Regions from separate parts of the Capra hircus genome. Here region 2 is linked to region 1. The links are chromatin contacts, called in public Hi-C maps. All regions are on one chromosome and are shown on one strand. The core of a region is the stretch at or near the end of the contact, and the rest is flanking DNA. Distances in the headings are between cores, read along the strand shown.

Region 1 (5,847 bases), core at 1,248-3,747:
CAACCCTGGCACTTCTCTGGAGCCTGGGGAGGAGTGGTGGGTGGGAAAAAGGGATGGTCAGGGAGACCAGGGAGCAGCTGCCTGAAAGGGCAAATCACCCACATCTCACTCATGTCACGTTTCCTAGAATCATACGCACAAAATTTGTAGCGGGGATGGCAAACCCAGTTGAAACCTTGTGTGCAAACGTGGGGACTGAGCAGGGTGCTGTGTTAGGAAGGTTCAGCAGCTGCATCTCTGTGCAAAGTGGGATGGGAGCCACGGTAAAGTCACCATCTAAGTTCACGGCAGCACTATTCACAACAGCCAGGACGTGGAAGCGGCCTAGAAGTGCGTCAGCAGATGAATGGACAGGGAAGCTGAGGTCCGTATGCACAACGGAATACCACGCAGCTATAAAAAGGAGCACGTCTGAGGCAGTTTCAGTGAGGGAGGTGAACTCAGAGCCTGTTCAGAGTGAAGTCAGAAAGAGGAAGCAAACACCATTTATTCACACAAATACACGGAATCTAGAAAGACGGTACTGATGACCCTACATGCAGGGCAGCAGAGGAGACGCAGACGTAAGGACAGACTTTTTTGGATGGAGCAGGGAGAAGGAGAGGGTGGGGGGTGGTTTGAGAGAACAGCACTGAAGCATATGTTGTCCTAAGACAGGTCGCCAGTGGGAGTCAGATGCATGACGCAGGGGCCCAAAGCCGGCGCTCTGTGACGACCCGGAAGGATGGGGTGGGGAGCGAGGGGGAGGGGGGCTCCGAGGGAGGGGACACGTGTGTGCCTATGGCTGATGCGTGTCGATGTATGGCAGTGCGTGTGTGCGCGCATGCTAAGCCGCTTCAGTCGTGTCCACCTCTTTGCAACCCCATGGACGGTAGCCCACCAGGCTCCTCTGTCCTCGGGGTTCTCCAGGCAGGAATACTGGGGTGGGGGGCTGTGCTCTCCTCCAGGGGACCTTCCCGACCCCGGATCGAATCTGCATCTCCTGTCCCTTGCATTGGCAGGCGGGTTCTCTACCACCAGTACCACCTGGGAAGGAACCCGACGTGAGGCAGAGGCCGTCACAATGTCGCAATTATCCTCCAATTAATTAAAATAAATTTTTAAGTTATCATCTGCCACAAACACCCGCAGGGACTCTCGGGTCAGGTGCCACAAAGCTGTCATGCTTCAAGTAGAGCTCTGTTTGGATCATTTCCTAAATGTGCTGCTTATAGACACAGGTAACAGACGTCTATGGCCTGATATAAAAATACACATAGTCGTAGGAACAAGCTATGTGCACGCCATCCCCACTTTCCCGTGCTTCTAGGGACGTGCTGATACTCAGTGGACGAGCTGATCTTTGACTCGTCGGTTCCGAGAGCCGAGGCACTGGGCCTGTTCACTCTCCGCAGCTGAGCGCCTGCGTGGTGTCTCTTGTGTAGCCAGGGTTGCTGCGCTTAGGCCAGGCCTGGGCTAGGCTTACTGAAGTGGGGGGCGGAGGAGAGATTAAGAGACGGGGGTGGGACGGCGCTGCATCTTAAACCGACAGGGTTTCCCGGGAAGTCGAGTGGTTAAGAACCCGCCTCGCGATGCAGAGGACACTTTGTCTGCACCCCTGGTCCAGGAAGACACCACCTGCTCAGAGTAACTGAGCCGCGCCCACAGCCACCCAGCCTGCGCTCTGAAGTCCGCGAACCCGCTACTGAGCCCGCGGGCCGCAGCGACGGGGCCCGGCGCGCCCTCCGAGCCCGAGCTCGGCGGCGAGAGAAGCCTCCGCGGCGAGCAGTCCGCGCACCCAGCCAGAGGGCCGCCCGTGCGCGGCAGCGGAGCCCCCGTGCGGCCGAAGTGGATACTACAGAGACGCGTTCGTCTACAAAATTCAATCCGGGGGATACACTGCAAGGACCTACTCCGAAGCGCAGGGGACGCCGCTCAACGCTAAGTGGCAGCACGGATGGGAGGGGCTTGGGGGAGAATGGGCGCACGTATGTGTATGACTGAGTCGCCTTGCTGTCCACCTGAAACTATCACGACATTGTTCGTCAGCTATATTCCAAGATAAGCTTAAAATTTTAATTAAAAAAAGAAACTGGGGGTGGGAGTGGTTTTTGGTCCCAGTTCTGCCCCTAAGGGCAGCTGCACGCACCCCCGTGGGTAATTTTCAACCCTCGGCATCTGTTTCCCCATCTCTAAAATGGGAATGAAGAGGCCGCCCCGTCTTCCGGCGCAGGTTGGCGAGAGGCGGATACGGAGGGGAGGTGGGAACAGAGACCAGGAACAGGGCGGGCGTTATGTTCCAGAGTCATTCCTGCACAGTCTGAGGGCAGGGCCACGACAGACAGGGCTGTGCGCCTGAGCAGGGCACTGCCAGGAAACCCGGCTCTGGCTGTTAAAGACGGCCACCCGGACGTCCCCAGGGCCCAGCCGATCCGAGGATGCTGAGCAAGGCAAAGCGCTCACCCGGAGGCCGAGCAGTGCCCGGGACGGGGTGCGAGGATCGCCCGAGGGGCGGTGCCCACAGCCGACCCTTCCTGCAGGGGCCCCTTCTGCAGGCGCCCAGGAGGGGCGGCCCAGGCCCCTGCCCTCACTCACGGCCAGCCCCAGAGCTCGCTAGCAGGGGCCCCGGAAACGACTCAGCAGAATGTCTGCCGTGAGGGAGCGGGAGGAAGAGTCGTCTTTGCCACGATCTCAAATGCGTGGCTAAAAGGGGACAAGAACTCTACTTCCAGAAGCCAGGAAAAGAGGGTGTCTGGAGAGCTGGAGAGCAAGCCGGTCTTCTCTGCGGAGAGCTGGCCTGGGGGGACTGGGGGGACGGACCGTGAGACTAGAGGGTGTCAGCTGGGCCCTGATGCCCACAGTCCCTCCCAGGTAAAGGGGGTGGTGTGAGCAGAAAAAAAAACCCACCCATGGGACTTCTGTTTTTAAACGTTTAATCCTGTGCAGGGGCTTTCCTGGTGGCTCAGCGGTAAAGAATCCGCCTGTCATGCAGGAGACCTGGGTTCCATCCCTGGGTCGGGAAGATCCCCTGGAGGACGGCACGGACACCCACTCCAGTGTTCTTGCCTGGAGAATCCCATGGACAGAGGAGCCTGGCGGGCTAGTCCATGGGGTCACAAATGGGTCAGACATAACTTAGCGACTCTACACCACCACCGATCCTGTGCAATAAAGTGAGCTGGAGGCTAAGAAGTCACGAGGCTGTGGGAGCAGAAGGGTTTCCTGACATCTGCATCCCACGGGTGAGGTCAGTCAGTCTTCTGGTGAAAGGCCATGAGTTAAAAGGCAGGCAAGGGGGGCAGTCTGCCTGGTGCAAGAGGGCACACTGTCTACACAGAATATCAGAACGCTAGGAAAACGATCTAAAAGTTGGTCAGCCACTCAGGATCACTGCACTAATGATACAATGACATTGTGTGTGCTGAGTCGCTTCAGTCGCATCCGACTCTTTGTGACCCCAGGGACTGTATCCCATCAAACACTGGAGTGGGCTGTCAGGCCTTCCTCCAGGGGGTCTTCCCGACCCAGGGGTCGAACCTGTGGCACTGGGAGGCAGTTTCTTTATCACTGGCGCCACCTGGGAAGCCCAATGATACAATGTTCCTCAGCAAAAATCTGGTCGAAGTTCTAAACAACTGTGGTTACTGTGGAGTTTACTGTTATCCCCTGAAGCCTTGATGAGCACATCTGCGGTGTTTATCCTTTTAATAAAGAGTCCATGTGGACGTTAACCTGGCTGTCACCTAGGGAGGACACAGTTACAGGCGCTTGTCCCCAAACAGGACATGAGACCTTGACAATGGGGGTGACTGCAGACAGAGGTGTGGGCTGGAGTGACTTAAATTCTGCTGTTCAGGAAATGGCAGCCCACTCCAGTACTCTTGCCTGGAGAATCCCATGGAGGGAGGAGCCTGGTAGGCTACAGGCCATGGGGTCGGAAAGAGTCGGACACGGCTGAGTGACTTCACTCACTCCCTCACTCATGTAAGCGTACAAGAATACTTTCAGACTGCCAGGATCCACCTTGAACAAGGTACACGATGCTTTAAGACTGTTCTTTAAAGATGAGTATGAAGAAATTGGTAAGAGGGCCGCTACTTCTGCCAAAAAAAAAAAATACTGAGGAAAGGGACAGTTATATTAAAAAGAAAATCAAATTCGAAGAAGTGTTAGGAGAAATGACTGAAGATGTCAATGTTACATTTGCCAGAAGAAATGAAACTTGCAGTGTTCAATGCGTGAGTCAGCTGCCAGGAACTGGACAAGCGCCTGATGACTCAAAGAAGTCCTGTTTGCCATCATTCTGGCACTTTCCTCTGATTTTTGCAGAAGTAAAACTTGAGGATCAAATACAACAGAAATGTGTGGTGTTCTCTGGTGATGGGTTTCAGGGAAAACTTTTCAACTGTGGCGGAGTTAGAAAGCTGCTAGAGTCGATCCTGAAGAAACCCAGGCTGCATCGCCCATTCTGAAACTTGCTGCGATGTGAGACTGAGCTGGGTCCTCATCAAATTCATCTGTATGGTCCAGACTTCTGTGTCTCTACGTGTATGTCTTATATGTAGACATATTAGTGTGCTAAGTTGCTTCGATCGTGTCCAACCCTGTGACCCCATGGACTGTAGCCCTCCAGGCTCCTCCGTCTGTGGGGTTCTCCAGGCAAGAGTACTGGAGCGGGCTGCCATGCCTTCTCCAGGGATCTTCCCGACCCAGGGATCAAGCCTGCATGTCTTCCGTGTCTTGCCCTGGCAGATCGATTCTTTACCACTGGTGCCACCTGGGAAGTCCTAGGCACGTAAATAATGACTATTTAAATGACATAACTACCTATGTCTCCTGTTATAGGCGAGAGAAAACTTCAGAAATTAAAATGAGGGCGAAATACTCCTCAATCCACTATGAGCTAGATCGGCAGATGTGACTGTGCTCTCTTCAGCCACCTCCTCAAACCCTCACCCACTGAAGGCTGTGTCACAGACACTGGGGAGAAAGCTGGGGTCTTAGGGGGTAAAACTGACTTGTTTTGGTAATCCTGGCTCTGTTCCTTACCGGCTGCAAGATCTTGGGCGATTCATTCTCCGAGCCTCAATTTTTGTTGTCTGTAAAACAGAGACAACAGCAGACTCTGGAAATCATTAAAGAGTAAATACACACAGAGGATTTAGAACAGATACGTCCTATAGGCACCACAGCTCTGGGCCCCAGGGAGGGAAGCTCTGCGGCAGTTTGGGCGTCAGAGAACAGGGCGTGGGGGGCAGGTTTAAAGGCAGCCGGTAGCTTCTTCTGGGAGACCTGCTCTGCTGTGTCTCAGAGAATGGACCAGTCGGAAGATGCCCTGTCCTCCCACAGGGACCCTCCCGCAGCTCTGATTGGAAGGCTGAGGTGTATTAGCAATTGCTGCTACAGCAGAGAGCACAGACCCCAGGAGCTCCATGCTTCCGGCCTGGCTTCTCAGCTATCAAAGCCAAGCTTCCTAAAGCTGCCCTCTCCTTACAAGCGCGACCAGGCAGCGGGATGGAGTCTGGAGGCTTCAGTAAGAACAGCACACACAGGGCTTGCCCCAGTTCAGGTCGTGTTTTCCTAGGGCTGGGCTCATCACTAGAGAGGTGGGGTCAGGCCAGATCTTAAGGACCCACTTGGCAACTCTAAGGACTGGCAAGGAAGGAAGAAACTGGTAAACAATGTTTCAAAAATATGTTAAATGCTAAGCAGTCTGTCTCATTTCTAATGTTTATTTACGGGTATTTGCTGCTATTTTTCAGGAATTCTGGTAGTGAGTATCCAACTATTGCAAGCCTCCACCTGTTCCTGGGGAGCGGCTTCTGAAACACAGTCATACACTTCCAACAGCCCACGTAAGCTGACGGG
Region 2 (5,556 bases), core at 1,953-4,452, 130 kb before region 1:
AGGCGAGGAATGCCGCTCCTGGAATTCATCGGAGACAGAACAGACATCCAGAGGTCCTGAGGTGTCCACCTCTGCACGCCTCCCCTCAGCCCGAGTCTTCAAATCCTTCAACTGAGACGCAGCGAAGAGACAATCGGGCCGCCCAGAGCCAGGCCTCTGCTCCCGCAGGGAGTCCAGAGGCCCCCGGCTCCTGAGACCACGGGTATGGACCGTTTTATGTGGCTTCAAAGGCCGTGGCCTTGGGCTCAGCCGGCGGGGCGCTGCGGGCCGTGGACGAGCAGGGGAGCCTCCTCTGAACCTGGGTCCGGGCCTTCACCGCCGGCTGCGGGTCTGCGGCCCTGAAGCCCCCTGAGCAACGGCGGCGGACAGGGAGAAGCGCCCCCTGCGCACGGGAGACGGAAGCACCGTCGGTGCGTGTAAGGTGTGTGCCCCACTGAGACTGCGGAGGCTGCAAGGGGAGGCTGCTCACACTGCTTCCGCGGACAGCCGCCCGCACGCTGGAAGGCCCTGAGCGCGGGTCGCCGCCCCAAACGCCTCGCGCCGTCCGCCCCCGCCTGCCGGGCCGCTCGCCGGCGGTGTGCTCTCCCCGCCAGGTGGCGCTGCTGCCCGACGAGCAATCTTGGTCGCGAGGCGGGAGAGCCGTTTCCAGTGGATGGCGTTGGAGCTGCAAGAGGACAAAGAGGCAAAGTGAAGGACCCCTCAACACACACACGCCTCACCCCTACCCCCAGGTCTCAAGCAGCAAACCAGGACCTCGGGATTAGCAGCTCTGGAGGCTGAGGCCAGCGGTCAGTGCAGCAGAGCCGTGACGGCAGGAAGGCTTTTCCTCGTCTCCGCTGTGATGGGCCCCGTTTTCCAGGGCAGGAAGGGGGAGCCTAAAGCTACCCTGCTTCCAAGGTGGACAGACAGTTGGATACACAGGTCACGCCATGGGTGCCCATGCTCCAAAGGGGCCAAGTTTCCAAAAGAGGACAGCATTTAACAACTAGGTCAGTTTTTCTGGAGATACGGCACAGTTACTTTTGCACATATGGGCACACCGTGACCCGTAAGTAGCGATAAACTGAAATACTGATGTTAGATGGACCTCAGCTGTTAAAACCATGCACGCTCCGGGAAAGGACAGTGCTGCCCTCTGCAGGAGGGCGCGGGCACTGCAGGGGAAACACCCTCACCTGCGGTGACTCAGCCTGGACTCCAGGACCCTTCATTCGCGAAAATAGGACCCGCTGCAGACTTTCCTCCAGCTCCAGGGAAACGACCAGAAGTGCAGCAACCATGTTTAAAAGCGCACCCTCTCTTCTTTCATCCCCCAGACCTCAATTCATTTCTCCAGAAATAAGTGGATCCTTTTTGTGGGTGGGTTGGTGGGGTGTCAGTATTTCTCATTCCTTCGAGAGGAGAGATGGAAGTGTTACGGGGTTAACTGCTACCACAGCTTGCCTGCACTTGTTTTCACTGCCTTAGCCTTAGAATGCTTTTGTAATCAGTACACAGAATTGAAAAAAGGTGTTTTCCAGGCTCTAATGGGTGGTGCTCCTGAGTACTAGATGCTACCTGTTAAAAAAAGAGATTATTTTGCATTGTGCTTTAATCTTTCGGGAACCTTCAGAAAGTTTAGGTATTTAGCACTTAGAAAAAACTACAATGTGGATTTGCCTTGGAAGAACTTATTCTACTTCGGTTCTGCAAGACTTAGCCCATGGATATTATAGCCCAGCTGCTGCTAAGTCACTTCAGTCGTGTCCGACTCTGTGCAACCCCATAGACGGCAGCCCACCAGGCTCCCCCGTCCCTGGGATTTTCCAGGCAAGAACACTGGAGTGGGTTGCCATTTCCTTCTCCAGTGCATGAAAGTGAAAAGTCAAAGTGAAGTCGCTCAGTCGTGTCCGACCCTCAGCGACCCCATGGACTGCAGCCTTCTAGGCTCCTCCGTCCATGGGATTTTCCAGGCAAGAGTACTGGAGTAGGCTGCCACCACCTTCTCCAATTATAGCCCAGAGTTGCCTCCAAATAATTTTTAATATATACTTCATTTGGTTGCATTGGGTCTTAATTATAGCATGTGGGATCTGACCAGGGATCGAACCTGGGCCCCCTCCATTGGGAGCGCAGAGTCAGCCACTAGACCACCTGGGGAAATCCCAAATAATTTTCGAGGACAAGGAATATTTTATCTTTTATCAATGGAGAGAGCTCAAACAACTAAGCTTAACATAAGGAAGAAATACATTTCCTAAGCTCCTCACCGCCACAACCAACCACTGCCTTCAGGCAGACAATTCTGTTCCTCGAAACAGAATTCTGCTAACATCTGAGTGCCTCCCTGGTGCTATTTCATGATGCTGGGCCCTGCCCATTATTATTTAGTCCATATTATTATTTAAGCCATAACTTAAACAAGCTTGTCATCCACGTGGTAAAGTGCAGCTCTGCAGCCCAGGGTTCCTTCCATCCACCTCTGCCATCCGCCTTTTGTCGTGCCCTCACCCTAACCGGTCTCTCAACTTCCAGGCTTTCTCTCAACCATCTGACAGTTTCAAAAACGATGTCAACAAAATCTTTTCTTTTTGTCTCTATTTAAAATCTGGCAACCTCCAATTTTCCCTTCAACCAACAACTCCCAATTCTGCAGCCTCGCTGTTTTACTGCTGAACCACAAATCCCATAGCTCTTCCACGACGTTTCCCACGACGTTGCCCTTGTCACCCCCCTCCCCCACTTCCTAACCACACTGCCTGCCACCCGGAGGTGCCCACAGCACATCCCCGGCCCTGGCTGGGACCTGCCACCCGGAGGTGACCACAGCACGTCTCTGGCCCTGGCTGGGACCTGTCACCCAGAGGTGCCTATGCACGTCTCCGGCCCTGGCTGGGACCTGTCACCCGGAGGTGCCCGCAGCGCGTCTCCGGCCCTGGCTGGGACCTGTCACCCGGAGGTGCCCGCAGCGCGTCCCCGGCCCCGGCTGGGCTGTCCGCGCCCGCCCGTGCCCGCCCGTGCAGTCAGGCACTCCTCCATGAAGCCTCACACGCAGCCACCCCCCCCCCCCCCCCCGCCCGGGGCACTGTCACCAGGCCTCAGGAGCGGCCGGGACACGGACCAAGCGCCAGCCACTTGGAAAACCGCCGGCCAGTCTGGGAGGACGGCCTACGGCCCCGCCCCTGCGTGCCTGGATGTGTCTCCCAAGGGCGCTCCTGCACGTGGACACCGGGAGGCTGGGGCAAAAATGCTCCCGTTAAGGACGGCAGAGCAGTGAAAACCACCCAGGTGTCTGCTTGACACCGGATGAGAAGAGGCAGTCTCAGGAGGCGAGGTGAAGGGCGCCCTTTCTCTAAAGCTCGAGCCAAGGAAGAATAGACTGCGCGCTGGGGAAGGAGGACGCGAAACGGCGCAGCGAGAGGCCAGCGACACTGAGAGCGGGGACCTCGCGCGGCGGAAGCAGACGCCCCGCAGACAGGCGCCACCGCCGCGCCGCGGGAGGGCCTGCCCGCCGGCTAGCGGAGCGGGCTCCTGCGGGCCACCAGGGGGCGCCGCCATCTCTCCAGACCCGTGGCCCGCCCGGCGGGCACGGAGGAAGCCTGCACGAGCGGCTCCAGACCCGCACCCTGAGCGCGGGACCCCCGGAGGGGCCGGGCAAGGCTCTGCCTGCAGTGGGCACGCGGGTGACCTGTACAGTCAGGCAGGCTGCTTGGGGTGGCTGGGATTCCCAGATGGTAAATAACCAGGGGATTCACTGCCCACATTACAGGGAAATAACTGGTTGATTCTTTAAAAAGGAAAAACAACTCCAAACCCACCGGGTATGATGTCCCCCTCTCTTCACTGCTACATTTGCAATAAAGCACAATTCTGAAGCCATTTTTCATTTTTTTATTGCTGTTAATTCAAGGAAAAAAGGTTGCATAAAATCCAATCTTTTCTAGAAATATAAGTGGCCTTTCCAGTACATAACATTTCAAATATCAAAGTATATGGTAAACATACAAATAAGGAGAAGGTAACATACCTCCTATATACAGTACAGTCTTTTAAATCATAAAATAAGCTCCATAAAGTACAACTGGCAAGTGATTCACAATGCGGTCCATACAGGGCTTATCAAAACTCTCACTTCCACAGCTCGATTGCAGCTTAACAATTAATTTAATAATATGGTCCAAAAATACCCAAATAAAATATATTTAATCAAAATAATTTCCTTTCGTTGAACTTTCTTTTTAAATTAAAGCTTTCGCCTACCCCTTCTCCCACCCCCCCTTTCTTCCCCTTTTACTCCCACCCCTGAAAGAAGGTTTCAAAATGTACATTGGTGCTATAAATATAAACTCTACCTATGAAGCTTTACAGGAAGCTTCTTACTTCAAGTGTTTCCTTCTGTCTGGCAACCTGTTAGGTTTCTGAGCCAAGGCCAGATAGTTTAGTTCCTCTGCTGCCCACCAAAGTGACCCCACAGAAACACTCGCCGCCTCTGCTCTGCACTGAGGGTGGGGCGAGCACACCCAACCCCCAGCCCTCACCCCCAAGGCTCAACGCCGGGGGCTGCTCCGGGCCACTGATGGCAGCGGTCCAAACCTACACCCAGTCTTCCAGATAACCTCAGTGCACTTTAGGAAATCAAAAATTACCTGGAAGCAATTTAGTACATAGATCAGCTTTAAAAACAAACAAACAGTCGTTTTGAACAGCAGCATTAAACTTAGTGACGGGACACTGACATGACCAACACCATCTCAGCACACCAAGAATTCAGTCTTTCACGTTCTAACCGAGCACAGTGGTGAACTGTTATCAAAGCGACTTTGCTACGAGAGACAGGATAGGAACAAATACCTGACTTTTGTGGAAACGCAGAGCTTCTGTTCAGATCACAATAAACCGTACACATTTCAAACACAACAGAACACTGTGACAGCTGGTGTAAGGAAAAGAAATCGTAAGTGTCTTTTACATGACACAGTGGTAGACTGCGGTGGACTCCATGTAAAATTGGCTGTTGGCTTTCGTTACAAACACAAACACACAGGAGAACCACACTCACACGAGTTTGTTCACTTTATGTCTCTCTGAAGCAACAGGCTAAAAACGTATGATGGAGTAAAAAAGTTTCTGTTTTTAAAGAAAAAGCTCCTCGCCCACTTCGTGTGCCACGTCTCCTCAGTCTCACCCGGCTCTACCTCTTCCTGTCTTCCACTCCCATCTTCATCTGGACGAGCGCTGCACTGGTGTGTGTGCATGGAAGTGTTTATTACATATGCACACACTGCCTGGGGAACTGGATTCTCCCTTACTGTGAAGGTGAAACATTTTACCGTTGAGTGATACTACGCAGAGCGGTTTAGAGTGTGGACAGTGCAGGGCCAGCCACTCCGGCAGCCGCTGTCAAGAGTGGAGGTGGGACAAAAACGTGGAGATTAGGGCCAAAGTGAGAAAAGCTGGGGAAGAAGCAAAGTTGTTGTTTTTTTCCCCCCAAACCATATGACTGTCACCAGTGTTATGAAAAAAGGTCAAATACACAGTTTCAAAGATTCAGTAAACATTGCACACAGCAAGTATTCA

What was found. A called contact is a pair of places that touch in the nucleus more often than the background predicts.
Region 2: a Hi-C map of liver shows a contact between it and region 1, with 4 times the contacts expected there. The contact joins two enhancer-like sites. A contact is called at or near these places in 3 of 5 Hi-C or Micro-C datasets (blood and liver).

The regions. Positions count from the first base shown.
Region 1 is chr24:60,997,176-61,003,022 of ARS1.2, reverse strand. No RefSeq gene overlaps it. Among named protein-coding and RNA genes, the nearest start is that of ZCCHC2, 74 kb to the left of the region's middle. Within about 2 kb of position 2,497, at least 1 of the 5 cell types and tissues checked has an H3K27ac peak or open chromatin away from gene starts, as enhancers often do.
Region 2 is chr24:61,128,992-61,134,547 of ARS1.2, reverse strand. It overlaps ZCCHC2 (zinc finger CCHC domain-containing protein 2), which reads right to left. Exons shown (of 14, transcript XM_018039367.1): 14 at 3,857-5,556. Among named protein-coding and RNA genes, the nearest start is that of ZCCHC2, 58 kb to the right of the region's middle. Within about 2 kb of position 3,202, at least 3 of the 5 cell types and tissues checked have an H3K27ac peak or open chromatin away from gene starts, as enhancers often do.